3 separate regions of the Zea mays genome follow, and regions 1 and 3 are each linked to region 2. The links are chromatin contacts, called in public Hi-C maps. All regions are on one chromosome and are shown on one strand. The core of a region is the stretch at or near the end of the contact, and the rest is flanking DNA. Distances in the headings are between cores, read along the strand shown. Region 1 holds the start of LOC100280888 (aminomethyltransferase). Region 2 holds the start of LOC100272330 (Putative leucine-rich repeat protein kinase family protein). Region 3 holds the start of LOC100194044 (40S ribosomal protein S20).

Evidence for each region. Hi-C and Micro-C count contacts between places; a contact is called where the count stands out from the background.
Region 1: a Hi-C map of tassel shows a contact between it and region 2, with 4 times the contacts expected there. The contact joins the promoter of LOC100280888 here to the promoter of LOC100272330 in region 2. A contact is called at or near these places in 3 of 25 Hi-C or Micro-C datasets (ear, leaf and tassel).
Region 3: a Hi-C map of ear shows a contact between it and region 2, with 2.6 times the contacts expected there. The contact joins the promoter of LOC100194044 here to the promoter of LOC100272330 in region 2. A contact is called at or near these places in 2 of 25 Hi-C or Micro-C datasets (ear and tassel).

The regions. Positions count from the first base shown.
Region 1 is chr9:24,181,655-24,185,172 of Zm-B73-REFERENCE-NAM-5.0, forward strand. LOC100280888 (aminomethyltransferase) reads left to right here and starts at 2,202. Exons shown (of 5, transcript NM_001367145.1): 1 at 2,202-2,753. The coding sequence starts at 2,272. LOC100502305 (glycine-rich protein) reads left to right here. Exons shown (of 7, transcript NM_001414447.1): 5 at 170-245; 6 at 327-425; 7 at 1,475-1,973. The coding sequence ends at 1,599.
Region 2 is chr9:24,349,484-24,353,268 of Zm-B73-REFERENCE-NAM-5.0, forward strand. LOC100272330 (Putative leucine-rich repeat protein kinase family protein) reads right to left here and starts at 2,456. Exons shown (of 4, transcript NM_001146814.1): 1 at 2,436-2,456; 2 at 797-1,057; 3 at 1-706. The coding sequence starts at 977.
Region 3 is chr9:24,534,188-24,537,992 of Zm-B73-REFERENCE-NAM-5.0, forward strand. It overlaps LOC100194044 (40S ribosomal protein S20), which reads left to right and starts at 1,337. Exons shown (of 3, transcript NM_001377195.1): 1 at 1,337-1,539; 2 at 1,638-1,751; 3 at 3,091-3,444. The coding sequence starts at 1,410. The coding sequence ends at 3,233. It overlaps LOC111590248 (small nucleolar RNA SNORD36), which reads left to right and starts at 1,864; the gene lies at 1,864-1,949. It overlaps LOC111590252 (small nucleolar RNA SNORD36), which reads left to right and starts at 2,064; the gene lies at 2,064-2,148. It overlaps LOC111590250 (small nucleolar RNA SNORD36), which reads left to right and starts at 2,617; the gene lies at 2,617-2,695. It also overlaps LOC111590251.

The sequences.
Region 1 (3,518 bases), core at 952-3,451, 170 kb before region 2:
ACACAGGATTGTGTACAGAGCACATATTTGACTTATCAATTGATAATGGATCAAAAAATGCAAAAAAAAACTTCAATTTGGTCCAGTATAATTATTTTTTCTTTGTATTTACAAATAAAAGAGCCTTCAATTTGGTGCAGTATAGCTATTTTTTCTTTGTATTTTGTAGGGACATTCCCTGACAAGGAAACTGAATTCGGATGGGAAGGTTGACACCACACAGACACTGCACAACCTGAATGAAGGTTAGTTTGATATGTATAACTTTCCTTGATGTGCTTGATATCAGTTTTTCGTTAATTAATTATAACTCAAGCACTTTATAGATGAACTAGCTGGATTTGAGCAATCATGGAAGGGGAATGCTGGACATTACTTGCCTGACTGGAACCACAATGCTGGTGCACCTAATAGCGATAATTCTGGTAAGCCTAGCTTCATATTTGTAAGGAGGACATATTTGGTGCACATGGAGGTTTGATGCACATATTAAATTATCATCATCCATCTTAGATCTAACGCTCTAATTGATTTGTATATTTTGCAAAAAAACACCATCTGAAGTGGTGGAGTGTAGTAGTGGAAGATGATATTTGTAAAATATAACAAGCAACTAGAGACGTTAGATCTGAGATGATGGATAGTGATAATTTAATATATGCGCCATGTGCGCCAAACTCCCATGTGCACTAGACATCTTCTCTTGGAAGAAGTTATGCAAATTGCTTGTCAATTGTTGACTTGATCAACCAAGGATGTTATCCTTTCTGAAAATAAATTATTTATTTTATTAGCATTATTTCTCGATGAAGAAGATTTATTCCTTCTAAGAGGTCGCAATCCACTATACAGTTGCATCTTGTCTGTGTATTTATTTATACTAAGTCGATGCTGAAATTTGAAGTAATATAAATACAAAACACCAAATCATTTTTGTTATTCATTTAGTAGAGCTATCATAATCTGATGTGAACACTGTGGAGTTAAACATGTTGCTTGAGCATCTTTTACTAGACTCGGTGCACATTGTGTGGGTAATAAACAATGTCCATGAATACATGGCAATAGTGACTACTTTGGATTCCAGAAATGGTTAGGATGAAATCTTACCCCACGACTTCTATCCATGCCTGACAACGAGCAGGGCCATTCATGGTTATGAACAGGTGAACATGAGCATCTCTCTGCTGCCCATCCTTGTAGTCTTCCTTCTTTACCGATTTGCTAGGTGCTTACTTCTGCTTTGCAGCAGTAACTGGCACACAGGTTTATGCAGCAGCCAAAACTGCGGCATATTAATAACTGAAATAATGCTTGGATTCTTCGTCCTGAGATTATGTTGGGAGTCTTCTGTAGTTCTGAATGTGTGCTTTTCTACTAATGGTTTGTCAAGATGAGTCCTCTGCAGCTTATGTTGGTCCACCGAGATCCGCGTTCTCTAACCTTGAGTCGTCTTTCTGTTGGTGTACCGCAGGTGACCGTAGCTCCAATGGACGTGACCGGCGATCGGCCTCAGGCTGGGCGCTTCCTGGGACCGAGCAAGGCCGTGATCCGAGGCGCAACGGGAAGCCAAAATCACGGGTCATCCCTATCTCCTGAAGAGCATGGACGGAGTAGATATATAGAGTAGATAAATAAACAGCTGGTTTGTACTACTATGCAAGGTTTAGGTTCAAGATCGTTTCAAGGAAACGACCTGAGGTCCAGGTAACCGGAGTCCGCCCAGCACCTCGCGTGCTATTGTCTGATTCTGTAGCTGTACAGTGCTCTGCTACCTTATTATCCGTGATGTGAAACAATTTGTGTCGTCCAGTCTTGCTGTAAAATCATCATCGCGTATATTGTAAACCTGAGTCGGTATGTCTGAGTTGGCTTTGCTGTGTTGTTGCTAGTTGTTTGGGTCGCTGAAGGATGTGAAGCGATCTGCTTCTGTGTTTGCGTAAAAAAAATAGATGCTCTGCTGCTGGCTGTCCAAACCGAACCAGAGCCAGAGGGGACGTCACCCGCCTGGCCGCCTCGGATTGATCGTGAACACGCCGCTTGGCCCCGGCCGTGGTTTCTCGTCCTTTCCTCCTACCTGCACGGCCACGCGGACGACGGACCCTCCCTCCTCACGCCACGTCTGCCCCCTGGCCACGCGTGTCCACCCCACGCTTTGGCACCATCACGTCCGGAAAACAAAAGAGAAACGCCCAGAACCCGTCGAACCACCACCAAGCAGCCCAACCCATCGGTTCGACAACTTCACAGACCAGTGAGTGACACACACCCATGCCGCCGCCGCCGCTCGCGCGCCGCCTACTCCTCCAGCCGCTGCCGCGCGGCGCGCGCGCCCTCCACACGACCCCGGCCCCGCGCCGCGGCCCGGGGGTGCTGGCCTGCCGCCTGGCGTCCCGCGCCGTGGTCCGCTTCGCGGGGCCCGAGGCGGCGCGCTTCCTCCACTCGCTGCTCACCAACGACCTCCTCTCCGCCTTCTCCGCGGCCGGCGCGTCGTCGCCGCAGCGGTACGCGCCCACGCCGAACGCGCCCGCGCGGGGCCCCGCGGCGCCCGCCTACGCCGCGCTGCTCACGCCGCAGGGCAGGTTCCTCTACGACCTCTTCCTCTACCGGCCCCCGCCGCGGTCCCAGATGCTCGACCGCACAGGATCCGCGCCGGAGACCGGTGAGGCCCCCGAGGGGCACCCGCACCCGCAGGAGGTACTCGCAGACGTTGACGCCGCCGAGGTGGACGACCTCGTCGCCTGCTTTAAGAGGTGACGGACTACCGTACCGAGCCTGTTAACAAAATTCAGCGCTCTATAATTATAAGGTTTCAGTCTATGGTATGTACAGTCTGTTGGGAGTTCCTGTGACCAAACCGCGGCCCCGAATAGTAAGACTGAATTCGAATTTTGGGCTAATCAGCAAAAAAAAAAAAGGAAGCGCAGAGCGCAGCACTCCTTAAGACAAAACAGCAGGCTTTTTTTTGCTGGATAACGTGTTCGGAAGTCTAGATGGTATTTTGAGTTCACAGACAGACTGATGGTCATTTTCGGTTAGAATGATGAAACTAAATTGCACGCCTATATTTTGTTGTGCACTTGATTTGGCATTTTTATGCCATAATTTGAAGTCTCAAGTGTGACAACTTTTCAAGTGGCAAAATTCTTGAAGATCATCACGGAACTCACTGCTAGGAGTGTGTATCGTTAAGCAGCTCACTGTTGGCAATTACAGACCTTAGTTGGAGATTTTTGTGTCAAGTAAGAATCATAGTGATGAACTGTCCTTGCAGTAAGCAGCTTAACTTTAGCCAATTGTTTGTTAGGTTACTTGATAACATAAGAGTTCGCACACTTGTAGCTGAAAGATCCTCCATATTGTGTTAGGCCCCGTTTGTTTCGTTGGAATTGAATTCCATTTTAATAATTATAATTTAGACAAAACTAATTAAGTTCATATATTTATATATGTAATATATTTGTATATTATCTTAAATCATATGAGAGAGATAGTTATAACGAAGCAAGTAGAAGAGT
Region 2 (3,785 bases), core at 1,206-3,705:
TGCTGTAGGAGGGTGAGCATCTTCAGACCACGCAGGAAATCCGACTCCTCTTGCTTGCAGCTCGTCTTGCTGAGGCTTTTGACAGCGACTACCGATCCATCCCGAAGGATCCCTTTGTACGTCGCGGCGGCGAAGCCACTCTTCCCGAGCAAGTTCACGTCGGAGAAGTACTGCGTCGCGCACTCTACCTCCTCTAGGTTGAATCTGAAGCTATCACCAACTACTTGACCGGGTGATCCAACACCAGCCCCACCTGCAGACAACGGGTCCCAGCTGTTCGAGTACTCGACGCTGATCAAAGGAGAGGCGCTCCTTCTGCAGGCTTCCTTCTGCTGGAAATGGTCGGTGCTGAGCCTGCTATCAGAAACCTCCAGCGAGCTTCCGATCTTCTGTTTCTGCCGGCGGTACCAGGAGAACGCAAATAAACCGCAAAATGCAGCACCGATCACCGCCGCGACAACAGCGACGATAAGAACTCCTTGGGACGCGTTTGCGGACTTTGAGCAGCTAGCGCCTGAGCAGCCGTCTGGATTTGCTGATTGAGGCACCTGCCTTGTCTTGACAGTACCGTCTGGTCCAAAAGGCTCGGGCTTGCTGGGCTTCAGGCCATCCTCTGAAGAAAGGCAAAGCTCTAGCAAACTGAAGCCAGCGCCACAAAGCCCTTTGTTATTCATATACTGGAAGCCACCATTCAGTCTCCTCAATCCTAGCATCCAACACAGAATTGTAGTGGTTAAAATACCATGAAGACTAACAAAAAAAAGTACAAGTTTCAGAAAGGCTATGAGATTATTACCAACAGGGACACTCCCAGAAAGGGTGTTGTTGCGAACATCAAAGACCTCAAGCAATGGAACCTCAGCAATCTTGGATGGGATTGAACCAAACAGGCTGTTGAAGCTCAAATCAAGCCGTCTCAGCTGTGTTAGCTCACCAAGGGTTGCCGGAATGGCTCCATCAAGCTGATTAGACTGCATCGCGAGCACGGTTAGCTTATTCAGGTTGCCCAGCTGGGGAGGTATGCTGCCTGTCAACTGATTGTAACCAAGCTGCAACACTGCAAAAGGGTAGTGAGAGAACTATGTAAATTAATTTATGGCATTGCAAATCAGCACTTTTGATGTTAAAAGACCAAACTCATCAGCTCTTTTCTGAACTTTCATGATAGACGTGACCATAACCTGGCCTACGCAGCTAGCATGTGGACTAATTGCATGTGCAAGTAAACAAATAAACCCCTGTGGCATCCAAACGATACTCCTAGTCGAATGCCCATTAGGATACAAAATATTACTATAAACCTAGTTCTACAAAACACCAAAACATGAACAGAAGAACGACAGATCGACATTGGTGGGGAAGACCTAATCATCAAAGCCGTATCCACATGTATGATTAGTCCCGGTTCAGATTTCACAAAGAGCAGAAAAAAAAGGTAACACAAAGAGCTCAAAATCAAGTCAAATCGAAGAAATTCCTTCTGTCCTGCTGGCAAACGTTCTGTATCTCAGCGACAGATCCAATCTGAAGCCACGCCGCAAAAATAGTCCCCTCAGAAGCAGAAACAAAAATATTGAGTAAAATATACCGGTGGCCAATGCTTCAACTCTCAAAGAAGCTCGCACAGATGTGCACGAATAAAATAAAATATAAACATTTGACTGCTACACACTGCTCCAAAAGAAAACCCAGAATAGAAACGCAAAATCAGAGAGTGGTTGGTGAGAAGTATACACATGACCCGTTTCAAAAAAATAACCGTTGCACTGATTGTGGCATGTAGGTGCTGGGTGCAGCACCTAGTAAGAAGCGAGTGCATAGCGGTTGAATTTTCACATTGATGGGCAACTGCTTTTCGCGCTTTCTGCTCACAAATACTCTATCAAACTCTAGTACTATACAGTAGCAGACGAGTAAATGAGCCACCTAAAAACAAAACTGACTTTAAGATGTCTCCATTCTGCCAAAAAAAAACAGCAAGAAACTGACGAAAAATGGAATAACCATTTTCGCCATTTGAAATACGGATCCTTTGTACCAAAACGAGGAAAGAACGGCCATGGATAGTGCAATGGTTCTTGAATCGCTGAAAATGGAGCTTACGCAACTTGTACTTAAACAGTGCCACTTTGGTTTGAAAAGAAAGCAAGATATCCAGCATGGAAGACCCCTAAAAGGATTTCTGTAACTTAGCAAAAGGTGAAGTAGCCCCTTTATAAAGGTCAAATGGAGGAAGAGAACATATTCCTCCCCCAGTGTTCAAATCCGAAATACGAACGAGCTCAGAATGTCAGGCACGTAAACCCCAGTCACCAGGCAAGCGAAATGTTCACTGATTACTGAACCCAGGAAAAGCCAACCAAGAAGATGTCCTTTATCCAACTTTCCACCCAGAAAAACCCGAGAATGAAGGCACGGAAAGCTCAAAATCTCACCTTGGAGGTTGGCAATGGCAGCAATCTCCACGGGCACGGGCCCGGTGAGATGGTTCACGTCGAGGTACAGGTCCGTGAGCTCGGACAGCTTCCCAATCTCCCGCGGAATGGGCCCCTTGATGCCGTTGTAGTGGAGGTACAGCCCCTGGAGCCGCCGCAGCCCGGCGACCGCCGGCGGCAGGGTTCCCGAGAGCCCGCGGCCCTGCAGCGATACGGCGGTGACGCGGCCGTCGCGGCCGCAGGTCAGGCCGACGAATGAGCCGGCGCATGGGTCGCCGGAGGGGTCCCAGGAGCCGAGGACCCGGCCGGCCGGGTCTAGCGCCCGCTTGAGCGCCGCGAGCGCGCGGGCGTCCTCCTCGTTGCGCGCGGAGGCGCCGAGGACGGAGAGGAACAGGAGCAGGAGTGAGCGGAAGCTCGTGGTGGCCATGGGAACAGAGGGGGCTTGAAGTGGCGGAGGGAGGACCCGGACAGAGTGATGTAGAGTGAGCGGACTGTGACAGTGTGACTGTGAGGGGAGGGCCTGATTCCGCACGTTCGTGCGCCCTTTGTCTCGTTATAAAGTTTTGAATTTTGCTTGTCACAGGTATTTTAAGCCTAAAATTTCAGATATATTTTGTTTGGAATTATAATCTAACCAGATTATATAATCTAACATTTTTAAATAAACACTTATATAATCCAAACAAATAGTTTCATAATCTAGAACAAGGTGAGTGTCCGTGCATTACAACGGGATCATATAATACCAATAAAAATAGGTATAACACGGAATGACAGGTTAACTTTGCAGCGTTAATAAGTAGTAGAGATTTTACCAATGAAATTACACGGAGCCTAAAAGAGTAAAATTTGTTGAAATTATATGGAGAAGGGGGTCACATATGGACGATGTGCACATAAAGGGGTGATTAGAGTTGAAGCGGGATGTCTCGCACCACGCGTATGGACACCGAGGAAAGCGGCGACACGACACCGCGCAACGTGCTGACGAGGAACTTGAGCAGGGAGGAGGTCTGGACCTTGAAGACGTCTGGGAGGGATGTGTGCAGGGAGCGGAGGCAGAGGTCGACATGGCACTTGGAGTTGGCTTGAAGTCGATCACCACTTCATCCTCCTCCACCTCCAGGAGAATCACTCCCTCCTTCTCCTCCTGCAATAGAATCACCCCCTCCGCCTCATATCTATAAATAATTTAAGGAAATGACTGGACTGAATCAAACGAAGAAGAGAAACAAAAGATAAGAGAGATTTTCGCTCACCAGACAAGGATACCAACAACACTCATGTAGTGTTTCCCCCTAGGTAACAGGTCAGTTGTACGATACTGGATAGTTACAACAACCTGAAAAT
Region 3 (3,805 bases), core at 87-2,586, 180 kb after region 2:
ACTTCCGCAGAAAAGAAGTGTGGGACAGGAGATCATATTTGAATCAGCTTGCCAGGTCTCATTTGGTGGCACCCCAAAACTAGCTCAGTTCAGCGCTCGCTCGTGGTAAAAGGTTAACTAATCTGCATCACAATCCACATTAACACGACATGGATTCAAGCGAATCTGGATGAAGCTAAGGGCCTGTCTTTACTTCAAAAACTTCAGATTTGATTTTCCAGCTTCACCATAAAATAACTCCAACAAATTATTAAGGTGGGGTTTTCAAAAGCGTTTGGCTTGCATATGGACTATAGCTTCTATATTACAATTGATTTACGTGAGTTTACTTAATTATTCTTAATGATTAGTGGCCTGTCGCGAGAGAACGGAAGTTGTATGTTGCGTAATCAGTGATATGGTAGGTAATTTTCGTACAACTTCATGAGGAGATATAAAAACAATGTTTTTGAAGCACCCTTTAAAAAGCTTTATGAATTCATGAAACTTGCCTCTAGTTTCAATTTTTTTAAAGCTAGAGCTCGTGGAGCTGGACCTGTTTGGGTGAAAAAAATTGGAACAAAGTTGAAATTTTTGAAGTGAAGCTCTATCAAACAAGACCTAAATTAGGCTTGGTTTGGGATGGATTAGCATGGAAAATGAGCTGGTTTTCCACTTCTAGTCTTGCCCAGCTCAGGGCTTGTTCGGTTAGCTCTCAATTCATATGGATTGAGTGGGATTGGGTGGGTTTAAATCCCGAGCAAGTCAAACTTCTTCTTAATTTTTTCCAATCTCATCCAATCCATGGGTAACGGGATTAACCGAACAAGGCTTCATATGGATTGGATTGCAATCAAAAGATGTGGATTTGATTGGATTCAGTTGCAGTCAAACAAGTCTAGGAAACAATAAAAAGTTGCACTATTTTCCACGAGGATAGATAAATATATGTGTTACAAATCCTTGTTCTGTTGTTTTAACGTTGATAGATAAATACGTATCACAAATCCTTGTCCTGCGACTTTACAATCGATGGACGAATATGTGTCACGAATCCAAAGCAGACACAGTTCCTGCTACGGACGGGTTTTTTCCCCCGAGAGGAGATGATTCTGGAATCTAAACTCGACACGTGGGCCGTGGCGGGCCGGTGGCCGCAGCCTTGCGGCCTTGCCCGAACCGGAGCTTTTGACGGGCCCACTATCATTGACAAACCCCACCTCCCCGAAGGACGAAGCTCCGATCCAACGGCCAGATCACCTCAGCCACATCCAACGGCCAGGCGGGGTCTCACCTCAACCTCCCCGCCTCTACATAAATGCCTCCACCACGCGAGCCTCAAAACCTAACGCTGTCCGCCGCCACCTCTCCTCCGGCATCGACGAGGCGAAACCCTAGCGCCCGAGTCCCTCTCCCTGCTCCCACAACCCATGGCGGCGGATATGGCGTACGCGCCGCCGATGAAGGCTGGCAAGGCCGGGTTCGAGGCTGGCATGATGGATCCACAGCACAGGATCCGCATCACGCTCTCCTCCAAGAGCGTCAAGAACCTCGAGAAAGGTACGCTCGCCGATGTCTTCTCCTTTGTTCATGCGGCGTTGGGTTGGGATCGAAGGACTGACCTCGTGCTCGTTGTTGCGGCGTTGCGCTTTGAGCAGTCTGCGGGGATCTGGTGAAGGGCGCCAAGGGTAAGGAGCTCAAGGTCAAGGGCCCCGTGCGGATGCCTACCAAGGTGCTCCACATCACCACCAGGAAGTCTCCCTGTGGAGAAGGTGACCTCTCCTTACCTCCCCCTCAACTTCTCACGTCCAACAGGAAGGTCTCGAATCGTCACGTTTGTTGTGATGGATATCTAGAGCTGTGGGTTGCGATGTGTGGTATGCTGAGCAGATGATGTTAACATCTACATCGACTGAGATCTTTCGGGATCTCTGATGTCCAAAAATCGAGCTTTTTAAAACTGATGCTTAGCGTATTGTCACCGAGAAAGATTCATCTTCGTTTACGGATCATGTTGTATTAATGTGTATCAACATTTAAGCGCATTTGTGTGGTGTCGTATTCTTTGGATACGATCTTAGGCTGAACATATGATGTTAACTAGGAGATGCTGCTGAGATATTACATCATTGAAGTCTCTAAAACCGAGCTTTTTAAAACTGATGCTTGGCCTATGATAGTATGTTTAGTGCGGATCACATTCTAGATATTGCATGGTTTTAGCTAAACATTGGTTTAGTTACTGTTTTTGATCATATACTACTTTCACACTGGCTGTTAAATAATCTTTTTGTTTGGGCCTGTCTCAAATTTAGCATGCATCGTTTAGTATTGAATAGGCTTTGCCCAGAGTTGGTAGTCTTGATGGTGAAATTGCGTGACCAATTTTGGGCATTCAAGGCCTTTGTTTCCTGATTTCCAACAGTTGCTGCATATTTTTTAAGGGAACAGCTGATGCATATATTAAGTTACCATATATTCTTTTTTGATACCTTCTTGCTTTCCTAAATATCCTTCTGTATCCTAGAAAGTTAAGCTCAATACTGAGCATCTACTTTATTTTAGGGCTTCACCCTGTCACTCTAAGTTATCTGAGTTAATGTGTTGGGCACTTGGGCTTGATCTTTGTTGTGGGCTAACCATGTGATGCTAAACAATTTACTCCTGAGATTTTCTGAGGACTTAACAAATTCGAGCTTTTTAAAACTGATGGTTGGCCCCATTTCATTCTCTAATCATTTTTACTTTTACTACACTTTTGAGGATGTTCTTTGTTTCTTTGTTAAATAGGATCTGCACTTGTATGCCTTGAGTATATGGGTTATGTCATTTTGTTACATTGAATGACCCTATGTATGGTAGGTTAATATATGGGTTATGTCATTTTCAGACTATGGTTTTGTTATTTTCTGGACATGCTGGGCAGGTGATGATGATGTTTGGACTGATACTTGATGTCTCAAAATCGAGCTTTTTAAAACTGATGCCCAGTTCATCCTTGACTTAAATGCTGTGATGTTTCTTATTATCCTCTGACAGGTTTTCTTTTCGGAGTTCACTTTTGATACACATTGTTGATACAGTTATTGATAATTGTCTTGACTATTTCAGGTACCAACACCTGGGATCGCTTTGAGATGAGGATTCACAAGAGGGTGATCGATCTCGTCAGTACACCAGACGTTGTCAAGCAGATCACCTCAATCACCATTGAACCAGGTGTCGAGGTTGAGGTGACTATCAGTGACGCTTAATATGGTAGCCTTATCATTTCAAAAGGCTTCTAGTGAACAGGATATTTTCAATTCCTAGTGAGAACTTGTGTAACAGAGGAATCCAAGTATTTCATATCAAAGTTTAAAAGTCTTATCGAGGGTTCGCGGTATGGATGTATCCTGTTTCAAATGATTTCTCCTAATGTATGAATGAAAACGGTTAATGGATGCCCCAGTATGCATTGCTTTTCATGACGTGAGAAATATAGATTCTGTTTCAGATGTTATCAGATGAACCAGAGTTGCCTGTTTCACTGTACCTGAATGCGTTTTTGTTGATAGTTTCTTTTACTAGAGTATTTTGTGGTTTTTAATCTGGGTTTCTCTAGATATGTTAATGTGACGCTAAAAATACACGGTAACTGGTCAGATTAGAAGCACCGACACTGGCTCGTCGTGTAGTTTGGTATGGGTTGCCGAGCCATTTTTGAAGACAGTGACAGAGCAGTAGTATAGAGAGTACAAGTATCTATATATGGTTTTCAGCTTATATGATAAACTATCAATGGTGGTATCACGTGGTAGTCTTCGGATAAACGTGCTAAGTAGGA